2 separate regions of the Mus musculus genome follow, and region 1 is linked to region 2. A link is a contact called in public promoter capture Hi-C data. All regions are on one chromosome and are shown on one strand. The core of a region is the stretch at or near the end of the contact, and the rest is flanking DNA. Distances in the headings are between cores, read along the strand shown.

What was found. Promoter capture Hi-C pulls out the DNA fragments that hold promoters and counts their contacts.
Region 1: a promoter capture Hi-C map of liver shows a contact between it and region 2, with 2.8 times the contacts expected there. A contact is called at or near these places in 2 of 39 promoter capture datasets (liver and pre-B cells) and 1 of 484 Hi-C or Micro-C datasets (CD4 T cells).

What each region holds. Positions count from the first base shown.
Region 1 is chr19:28,009,196-28,013,744 of GRCm38.p6, forward strand. It overlaps Rfx3 (regulatory factor X, 3 (influences HLA class II expression)), which reads right to left and starts at 1,971. Exons shown (of 17, transcript NM_011265.3): 1 at 1,777-1,971.
Region 2 is chr19:24,475,119-24,479,498 of GRCm38.p6, forward strand. Fam122a (family with sequence similarity 122, member A) reads right to left here and starts at 2,356. Exons shown (of 1, transcript NM_026520.3): 1 at 661-2,356. The coding sequence starts at 2,238. The coding sequence ends at 1,384. All of the region lies in intron 1 of Pip5k1b (phosphatidylinositol-4-phosphate 5-kinase, type 1 beta), which reads right to left.

The DNA.
Region 1 (4,549 bases), core at 721-3,220, 3.5 Mb after region 2:
GGCATTATAATTACCCAACCTCTCCATTGACAATCTCAAGAATAATTAATACTGTCACATTATTCACAGGCTGCTCTGTCAGTTAAATCAATAAATGTTTGCTGTTGGAAAGATTATTTAAATAAGCACTTTAAAATATGAATTGGAAATTTCAATGTGCCACTATAATAGTACAATCTATTTGTTTTAGCTCACAATCATCATCAATTTTTTTCTGATAACCTATTAATTGTTATGCTGAAAATGAGCAAATTAAGGATCTGCAAAGCCAGGTTCTAATCAAGACGATACTACTTCATAACTGGTAAGTATTCAGATCTACAAGGGCAACTATTTCCTCTAAAGAAACACTTTAAAAGGAAGTTTTTTTTTTCTTCTGAACAGGTTTAAATCATTGTCCAAAGAAAACCAAAAAGTCAACAAAAAAGAATATGTTAAGTACACACATGCCTAGATCTTAACAGCCACAAAGAAAGTGAAATATACACACGTTTCAAGTTGAGAAGCTTCATACATTCTTTATGAACAACTTGACTTCAATTTCAACTCTCCAAGGGAAAGGAATAGAGATGAAGATGGGAGAAGGAAAAAAAAAAAAAAAAAAACTCTCAAAGTACCATAACTGTCACAAATAGCGTTGTGAACTGAGTTCTCACAAAGCTTCCTTATATCCTTTTCCTGTTCATCACAGACAAAGTCTAAACCACAATGAAAATTGTTAACACTCTCCTGTGGGGAGGGAGGTGCATCAAAGTGAAACAGAACCTCAGGACTACCCCTCCCATCTCCACATGAAGGATAAAGCGCTGTCAGTAGCCACTAACCAAAGTAGCACAGATGCCCTGCATCCGGTTTAAATCACAAGCACACACACACACACACACACACACACACACAAACCCGAAAAGGGGAGGGGGGAGAGAGAGAGAGGAGAGGGAGAGGAGACAGAGGAGAGACAAGAGAGGAAAGAGGAGAGAAGAGAAACAGAGAAACAGACTTAAAAAAAAAATCTCTCAAGAGCAGCAGAGGCCCCCTAGTTTCAATGTGTGTGCAAATGGGGGGAAGGGGGGAGAAGACTGCTGAATGGATATTAAGACTGTTTGCAGCACAAAGAAAAATACAGTTTTAAAAGAAAAAAAAAAAAAAAGAATCCCGTGAGGCCAGTGATGGTCAAATAAGTGCAGTCCGTTCAGCAGCAGGCACAGAGGGGCCGAAACGAAGGGAGCGGGCTTCGGGAAAAGTTCACCGAGGTACCAGGATAAAAATAACAAAACCCCCAACAAGGCCCCGCAAGTGAACAACAACCACCACAGCGCAGCACCTTTTGGGGACCCCCCCTGCTCACTGCTGTCTATTTCGATTTGGAAAGCAGCAGCCACCAGGCAGCTTTGCAAAGCAGCGAATTAAAGAAAGAGAGAGGGAGAAAGCGAGCCCCTTCTCTCCACCTGCCCCTCCTCCTGGGCGCCCGCGGACCTGGGGGGGACGCTCCAACACCCGCGACGGACAGCGGCGGCTTCCTAGCCCGCTCGCCCCGCAGCCCCGGCTCCCGCTCCATCCCCGAGCGCCGAGGCCGGGCGGGCAGGCGCGCGGCGCCCACACCCCCGAGCCCGCCGCGCGCGGGTCCATTGTAAACAAGCCCCCGGGACCGAGCCCCTCAAGCGGCCGCAGCCGGTGTCAGGAGGGAGACCCCGCACAGCCACGCTCGCTCGCACACACGAACACACGCACGGACACACACGCTCCCACACACATGTAGAGAGACCGAAGAATATTCACCTTGGCTGTGGATTATTGTGGTGTTGTTGGTGGGTGATGGAGATGGTGGTGGTGGGGAGGAGGAGGAGGAGGAAGAGGAGGAGGAGGAGGAGAGGAGTAGTTGTTGTTGATGGGTAACAGTCGCCAGGACTACGGTGACTATGGCGCTTGATTCACAAGGCAACGGTTGCTATAACTCACAAAAGAGAGAGAGAGGGAGAGAGAGAGGGAGCGAGGGAGAGGGAGACACTCGCGCGGGGAGGGGCGGGGGGGAGGGAGGAGGGGAGAGGGCGGGCCCGAGAGCGCCGGAAGAAGCGGCTTCGGCGCCGTGACTGACAGCTCGGAGCCCGGGCGGGGGGCTGCGGTCGGGATTCCGACGTCGGTTTTTCCCCCGAGGTGCGCTTTAAGACTTGGCGGGCCCGGGGTCAGGGCGAGTCTGCCTGGAGGAACGGGACGGAGGACGCCGGGGAAAGCTGAGGGTCTGGAGGCGAGGGCTACTTTCCGTCAAAGGAGCCCCGCCTGCCTCTGCCGCCAGCTCTGTGCCCAGCCGCCCCGCAGCCGCGAGAGGAAAAGCGCGAAGCCAGGGGAGGGGGAGTGACGACGGAGCCAACACTGTGTGAGACGCGCGCTACCGCGGAGGCAGACCCCACTTTGAAGAGCGGGCTCCACCCCGGGGCGTACGTCATTTCCTGGGCGGCCCCAGCTAATATCCCGGATGTGCTGCGCTCCTCCCCTCTCTCTCCTCTCTTCCCCCCGCCCCGCTCAGGTTTTTTTTTTTTTTTTTTTTTTTTCTCCCCTCCCTCTCCGTGGTCGCCAGTGTGGTGTTTCCCGGTCGGTCGTTTATGCCTCGCGGGTGATCCCTTTCCCAGACTCTCTGCGGCCGGCGCGGGCCTCCAGGGTCTCGGCTTTGCCCTCCCCTCCATCGAATTCCGCTTTCTCGCGCCTCCCGAGGCCGCGGGGTCCTGAGGAGCGCGGGCGGCGGGGTGTGAGCGGTGCTCCCGCCGCCATCTTAGGGAGCGAGAGCCTGGGCGCGCGAACGGTGACCCATCTCGCTCGGCGCGGCCGCTACCTCCCTGCGGAACCGAGACGCCAAGTTAGCACCCTGCAGGACCGGGAGGAAGTGCCAAGGGGAAGGGAATTCGAGCTTTCCGAGGATGAGGGTCCCTACAGGGGTGGGTTAGACCTTTCAGAGTAGCCCTCGGTAGGTCCTTAAGGGGCTCTACCCTTTCAGAGTTGACGGGATGGATCCCAGCTAGACCAATCGCCCTATTAGCTGGCATCGGTTTCTTAACAGCCTGGGGGTAGCTTGTTCTTGAGCTGTGTTGGACACGGGAACGGCTTCTGTCCATGGAGAACATTATTAGCACACAACCTGGCACCTCAAACTCGAGTTGATAAGGCACAGCTTCTGAAACCTCATGGTTCAAGCATATTCGTCCAATTCTCCTCATACTGGAGTCCAGCAGGCACGTGCCCCCAGGCCCGCCAATACCCAAAATCTCCCAACATTTGCAGCTAAGCAGCTTATCCAAGACAATAACATACTGGAAGTAGAGCCTTAAGAAGTCAGTTCTCCTCTTGAGGCTTAATTTTTGCACCGGCACATGAGGGATTTGGGCCAGCATGAGTTCCCTGTTAAAATAAGGCTGAGCTCTCTTTCTGTGCCCCAGACCTTGTGCTAAGTGTTTTACATACATTATCTCATTTAATCCTGACACCTGTTCTATTGGATACATAATATTCTCATTTTAGGGAAAACAAGCCGTCATTTTATCTTGCCTCTCTGTGCCATGAAATGCTAGGTAAAAGACATTTTAGAAACCAACTATTAGAACAATAGATTTAGCAGTAATACTGTAAGCTTTGATAATTTCATAGTTATAATGAGTTCTATTCTTGGTTATAAGTTATAATATAGTAGTTAATAAGAGAAAGAGAAAAAAAAAAAAAAAAAAACAAGCCAAGGACTAAAGTTAAAACAGGTCGTGGTGATAGCCAAAAATGACACCGTGGTACCCAACAGCAGTTAAAACTCTTCACGATTGGAATAGTCCTTTTGCAACGTTTACAGATCAAGTCCTCAGGAAAACGTTTGGGACTGCTGACTGGCACCTCAAGGCTCTGAAGAGCTTTGCTGGCGCAGCCCTATTGTCTGTTAGGTTCCCCATCTCCCCACTGTCAGCTGTTGCTCCTTACCGCTGTCAGTGAGCACCATTCTATTATTCCCCCCACCCTTTTAATTTACTGCTTTTAATCTGCACGAAAGGAAACCACATAATGAAGCTTGGGCAAAACTGTCTCAAGGGTATAAATAGATACTTTGAGGCAGTGTCCTTTAGGAAGAGTGTGACCTTTGCGCTTAGAACATTGTAACGTCAGTTTCAAGCAATTTAGAGACTTCTTTATTCCTAGCTTCTGGTACCATCTTTTTATACTCTCAGGATGCATACTTTTATTTGCATGAATTCTTACTAAGTCAGGATATTCTCCCTTTTATGACAATTGGAGGTATGTCTTTTAGTTCTAGTAAGGTTAATATATAAATTTCAGTGTTGCCATTATACTAATTCAAAACACCAAGCTACAATGCAAGCAATAGAATGCAAAGCATGATAGATTATATATGCATACATATATCAAATCCTTTTGCTACTCAGTAGTTCTGACAGGAACTCTTTTCAGCTCATTTTTACAGCTGTGTGGTTGTATCTTCATATGTATCATACAGGTAGATCAGAAATAACTTTTTAGGGAGCCTTAGGAAACACGCAGCATGGTCTTAACAGCTATTGCT
Region 2 (4,380 bases), core at 1,106-3,605:
CCTGGTCTACAGAATGATTTCCAGGACAGCCAGGGCTATACAGAGAAACCCTGTCTCGGAAACTTCCCCACCCCCACCCCCTGGCAAAAAAAAAAAGAGAGAAAACCTAAGTGATGATTTATGGATGTGACTGTCCACTGATCATCATCGGTCTTTAATTAACTGACATTTCCAATGCTGTTAATATAACTCCAACTACAGAGATGTATCACGCTGTTAGAAACCCAAGTCAGAGGTACCTTTATCTAGCCACGCCCTAGCTTGGTGGGAAATGGGAAGTACCTGTTGGCAAGGAAACAACTGCTTCCTTCCTGAGCAAGGGAAAAAGATGAAGGTGACAGATGGGCAGAGCAAAAAAAGCAGCCACGAGCTGCTCTGGCTTCTCATTGGCAAGAATTTTAAGAATGGAGACGTGACTGGATAGCTTCAAGTCTATCAAGGATTGAGAGAGTATCGTCTGTCTGGGTATTCTCCAACACTCAACGGTGCTTCTCACACATTTACATTTCACAAGTGTTAAATCTGAGATGGCAGCAAGAGCCTTGCCTTCACCTGTCTCCATGTGAGCTAAGACTACAAGGCACCGTCCCCCTGCTTGTTTAGGACTATACCCAAAAGAATGCACTTTCTGGTTAAAAATGTTTTCACAAAGAAACTTGTCATTTCTGTACTTGTATTAGTGTGATTTACCAGAGTTACTATGAAAAGTGTTAGAAAATGTCCGTAAATATTTACTTTATATACTGAATTTTAAAACATTTGCTGCAAGTGCTATTTCTCCTTTTGTCGTTTTTCCCTCCCATCCACCTTTCTGCCTAGGACATTAAATACCAAGGGCTCCTGGGTAAACTAGACAACCAATGGACTGATATGACTAACATTCTTTTTAAAGCTGTAAGTAGGTAAATTCTTCAGTAGATGTAAAATAGCAACCATTGAAAACACCAAAAATTAGTGTGCCATGAACTATGGAATTTTAAAACATCAGTTTACTAAACTGAAATTCAACATTTATATTTTCATCAGAACTTAATAATCCCATAAATAAATAGAGCTCTCAATTATTTAAAAAATCAAGGGATAACATATGTATTTAGACATATTAGCAGCGTAAAATGTATGCTTCAACACACTTATTGATAAAAAGTCCGAAAATATTACTACACTGAATTCAAGGGCATCCCCAGGAACCTGACATAGAAATTCTCTAGAATAACATTTCAGGAATTTCCAAAAAGAGGGAAGAGTCAAATAGGAAACGGCTTTAACGTAATCGACAAAGTTCAGTGCTTGCTCTAACTTGATTTTTTTCTTTCTTTTTTTTTTTGTTTGTTTTTGTTTTTTTGTCTCTCCATTGGGGGAGGGGGATTCAAGATGAGTGAGTCACTTTGAGGAAAGTTCATCTACTGGAATAAAGGGGGAGGCTGCTTGGGCGGGCGACACAGGAGAGTCGGTGGTAGTGCTGACTTTCGCTGGTGAGTTACAGGAAGATCCGGCACTGCTGCTGTTTCCATCCAGGGTATCGGAAGATACGCACACACCGGGGTCTGACAGCTGTGCAACGTCAGAAGACAGCATGTTGGTGATGCCCTGGAAAAATCTCTTTGGCTGATAATCAGTTTCCATTTCACATTTTCTTTTCAATGGTCCAAGAACACTTGGTCTAATGCAGTTGATGGGACTCTGGCTTCTCCGGGTGGTAAATCGGGTGGTTGGGCTGGGAATGGGACTTGGAGGCAGTCCGTTGCTACTCACAAAACTTTGCAAGGACGGTGAGAAACACTGCTTCCCAATTCCCCGGGTCGGGGACGGTGCCGGAGACACCGGAATGAAATCGATGCGCTTCGGGGAGGCGGATTTCTCCACGTCGTTGTCACTCAGGCTGAAACTTTCCTCCCAGGAGTGGCTTATCTGCATTGCGGTCTGCACCTCGCGCTCGTGAACGGTCTCTCGGTTGATCAGGTCCATGCCCTCCTCCTGTTTGATCTGGTGCAGGCGGCTGCTGTGCATTCGGACCGGCGAGGCCGGGAGCAGCAGGCCGTGGCGGCTCGGGAACGTCGTGCTGTTCCGTCTGGCGCTGGGCGCCTCGGCCTGGAACACCGGCGACGAGTCGCTGAGGCCGTGGATCAGGGGGGCGCTGTTAGACCTCCGCAGGCCCCCGCCGCCAGGGCCGCCGCCCTCCGCCGGGCTCGCGCCCGCGGGCAACTCCAGGTCCAGCTCCATCTTCTCCTGAGCCATGGCGCGGCCGGGAGGCGGGGGCGGTGCTCAGTCAGGGCCCTGGGACTCCCATTCCCCGCGGCCCAAGGCCGCCGCCGCCGCCGCCGCCTTCGAGAATCTGTCAGCGGGTTCGCGCCTCTGCGCAGGCGTGCCCCTTCGCGCAGGCGCCCTGGCACGCCCGTTCTCGCGGCGCCAGCTTAGTGCGTCATGGCTGCGGCGCCGCGGCGGGGGCAGGGGGCGAGCAGTGGTTGGGCGACTCCAGTGTTCGTTTCTTCCGCAAATAGTCACTGGGCGCGGGCTCGCGGGAAGGCAGGTTACGGAGGCCGGGGCATTGAGAAGTGTATGTGCTTATGAAGCAAGTGTGAGCTCAGAAAGATAGGCCCTTGGTGATGTGGGGCTTCATGATTGAGCTTGGCCCGGCCTGGTGGGCTTCCCAGAGGGAAGTCTGAAGGAGGCCACGGCGGCGCTTTGTAAAACTGGACTGGAAGCAGGGAGCCACTGCTACCCAGCTAGGTGACAGACAGGAACCAGGAGGACAGGGTTGTTAGCCTGATGGTGGACAAGAGCAAGTTCTGGGCTTTTTTTGAGAACAATGAACTCCCGGGCGTTCTCAAGGAAGCATATTAGGGTACAGGAGCAGCCTTTGGCTGAGGTCTGAGGAAGAAGACATGGGATTAGAACCTACAGGGAAAAGGCCAAAGAGGAGGTTGATTTACACTAGGACAGAATCGGGGAGGGCCAAGAGAGAATAGTAGACTTAAGGCGGTTGGGAGGAAGAAGCTTTGTGACATCTTTTTTAAAAAAGTTGTCATATTTCTGCCGTTAACCGTGCACATACTAATGTTCACTTGGTGTGGGAATCCAATGAAAGAAAAAAAAAAGACACATTCATAGATCAACAGATTTTTAGCTTATGTAATTAATACAAAACTTTGTATCTCATTAACAGGGAAGTTGTATGTGTTCATTTATTCAGTCAAGTCTCCTATTCGGGCATACCTACTTACTATGTACCAGGTACTGTGCTAGGAAATGGACTTGTGTGAGGACATTCAGTTTCTACTGGGTGGGAGTGGGGGATGAGAAAATAGGGGACTTTTGGTGGTATGGCTGGAGGTAGAAGTGGGACGGTGTGGTCAAGCACTACCTATATATAGCCCTTGAGGGGCAGTTGGGCAGAGTTCAGTTGTAAATGACAAATCCTGTGGACTGTGGGAGGTGGGGGCAGGGCCGAGTGTTCCAACCAATGCGAAGGGCCAACATACCCACCCGTCTGGGGAAGAACAAGGAAAGAAAAATCAAGAAGGAGACAGGTGACCTGAGAGGTCAACGGACTGAGCGCCCAGTCCTATGATTATAAGTCCCTGAGCAGTATTAGGCAGGGGAATAATAGGCTTGGGCTTTATCTGTTATGGTTTGAGATGGAGTCTCACTAAGTCATTGCTCAGGCTAATCTCAAACTTCTGGGCTCTAGTGATTCACCTCACTCCCAAAGGAAGTAGGGCTAAGGGCATATCGTGCCACACTCAGCATGGTTTTTGCTTTAAACACCATGGAATGAGCTGAAAGGGGGCCAGAGGCAAGAGTGGAGGCCAGAAGATAGAGTAGAAAGCTGCTACAGAGAGCAGAATACTGGGGTAGGGTTGTAACAGTAGGGAATGGGGAGAAGGGGATCCACTGATGTCATCTGGGATGAGATTTGCCAATAGGTTAAATTTCGGTGTTCAAAGAAATAGGGAGGCGGGGAGGAGATAAGGGATTTTTGGAGGGGAAGCTAAGAAAGGGGATAACATTTGAAATGTAAATAAAACATCTAATTAAAAAACAAAAAAAGAAATAGGTAATTTAGATGGTAATGTCAAATGAATAGGAAAGGTACATGGGGTGGAGGTTGAGTTTTCAGTTTTGGTAGGCTTGAGGAGTTATATATACAAATCTGGCCACTTTGAGCTAAGAGTTTTGTTTTGTTTTCGAGACAGGGTTTCTCTGTGTAGCCCTGGCTGTCCTGGAACTCTCTCTGTAGACCAGGCTGGCCTCGAACTCAGAAATCCGCCTGCCTCTGCCTCCCGAGTGCTGGGATTAAAAGTGTGCGCCACTACGACCAGCTTTGTTTTTGTTTTAAGATACAAAGGTCAGTGACAGTCAGCTTTGCACAGCTTGTTA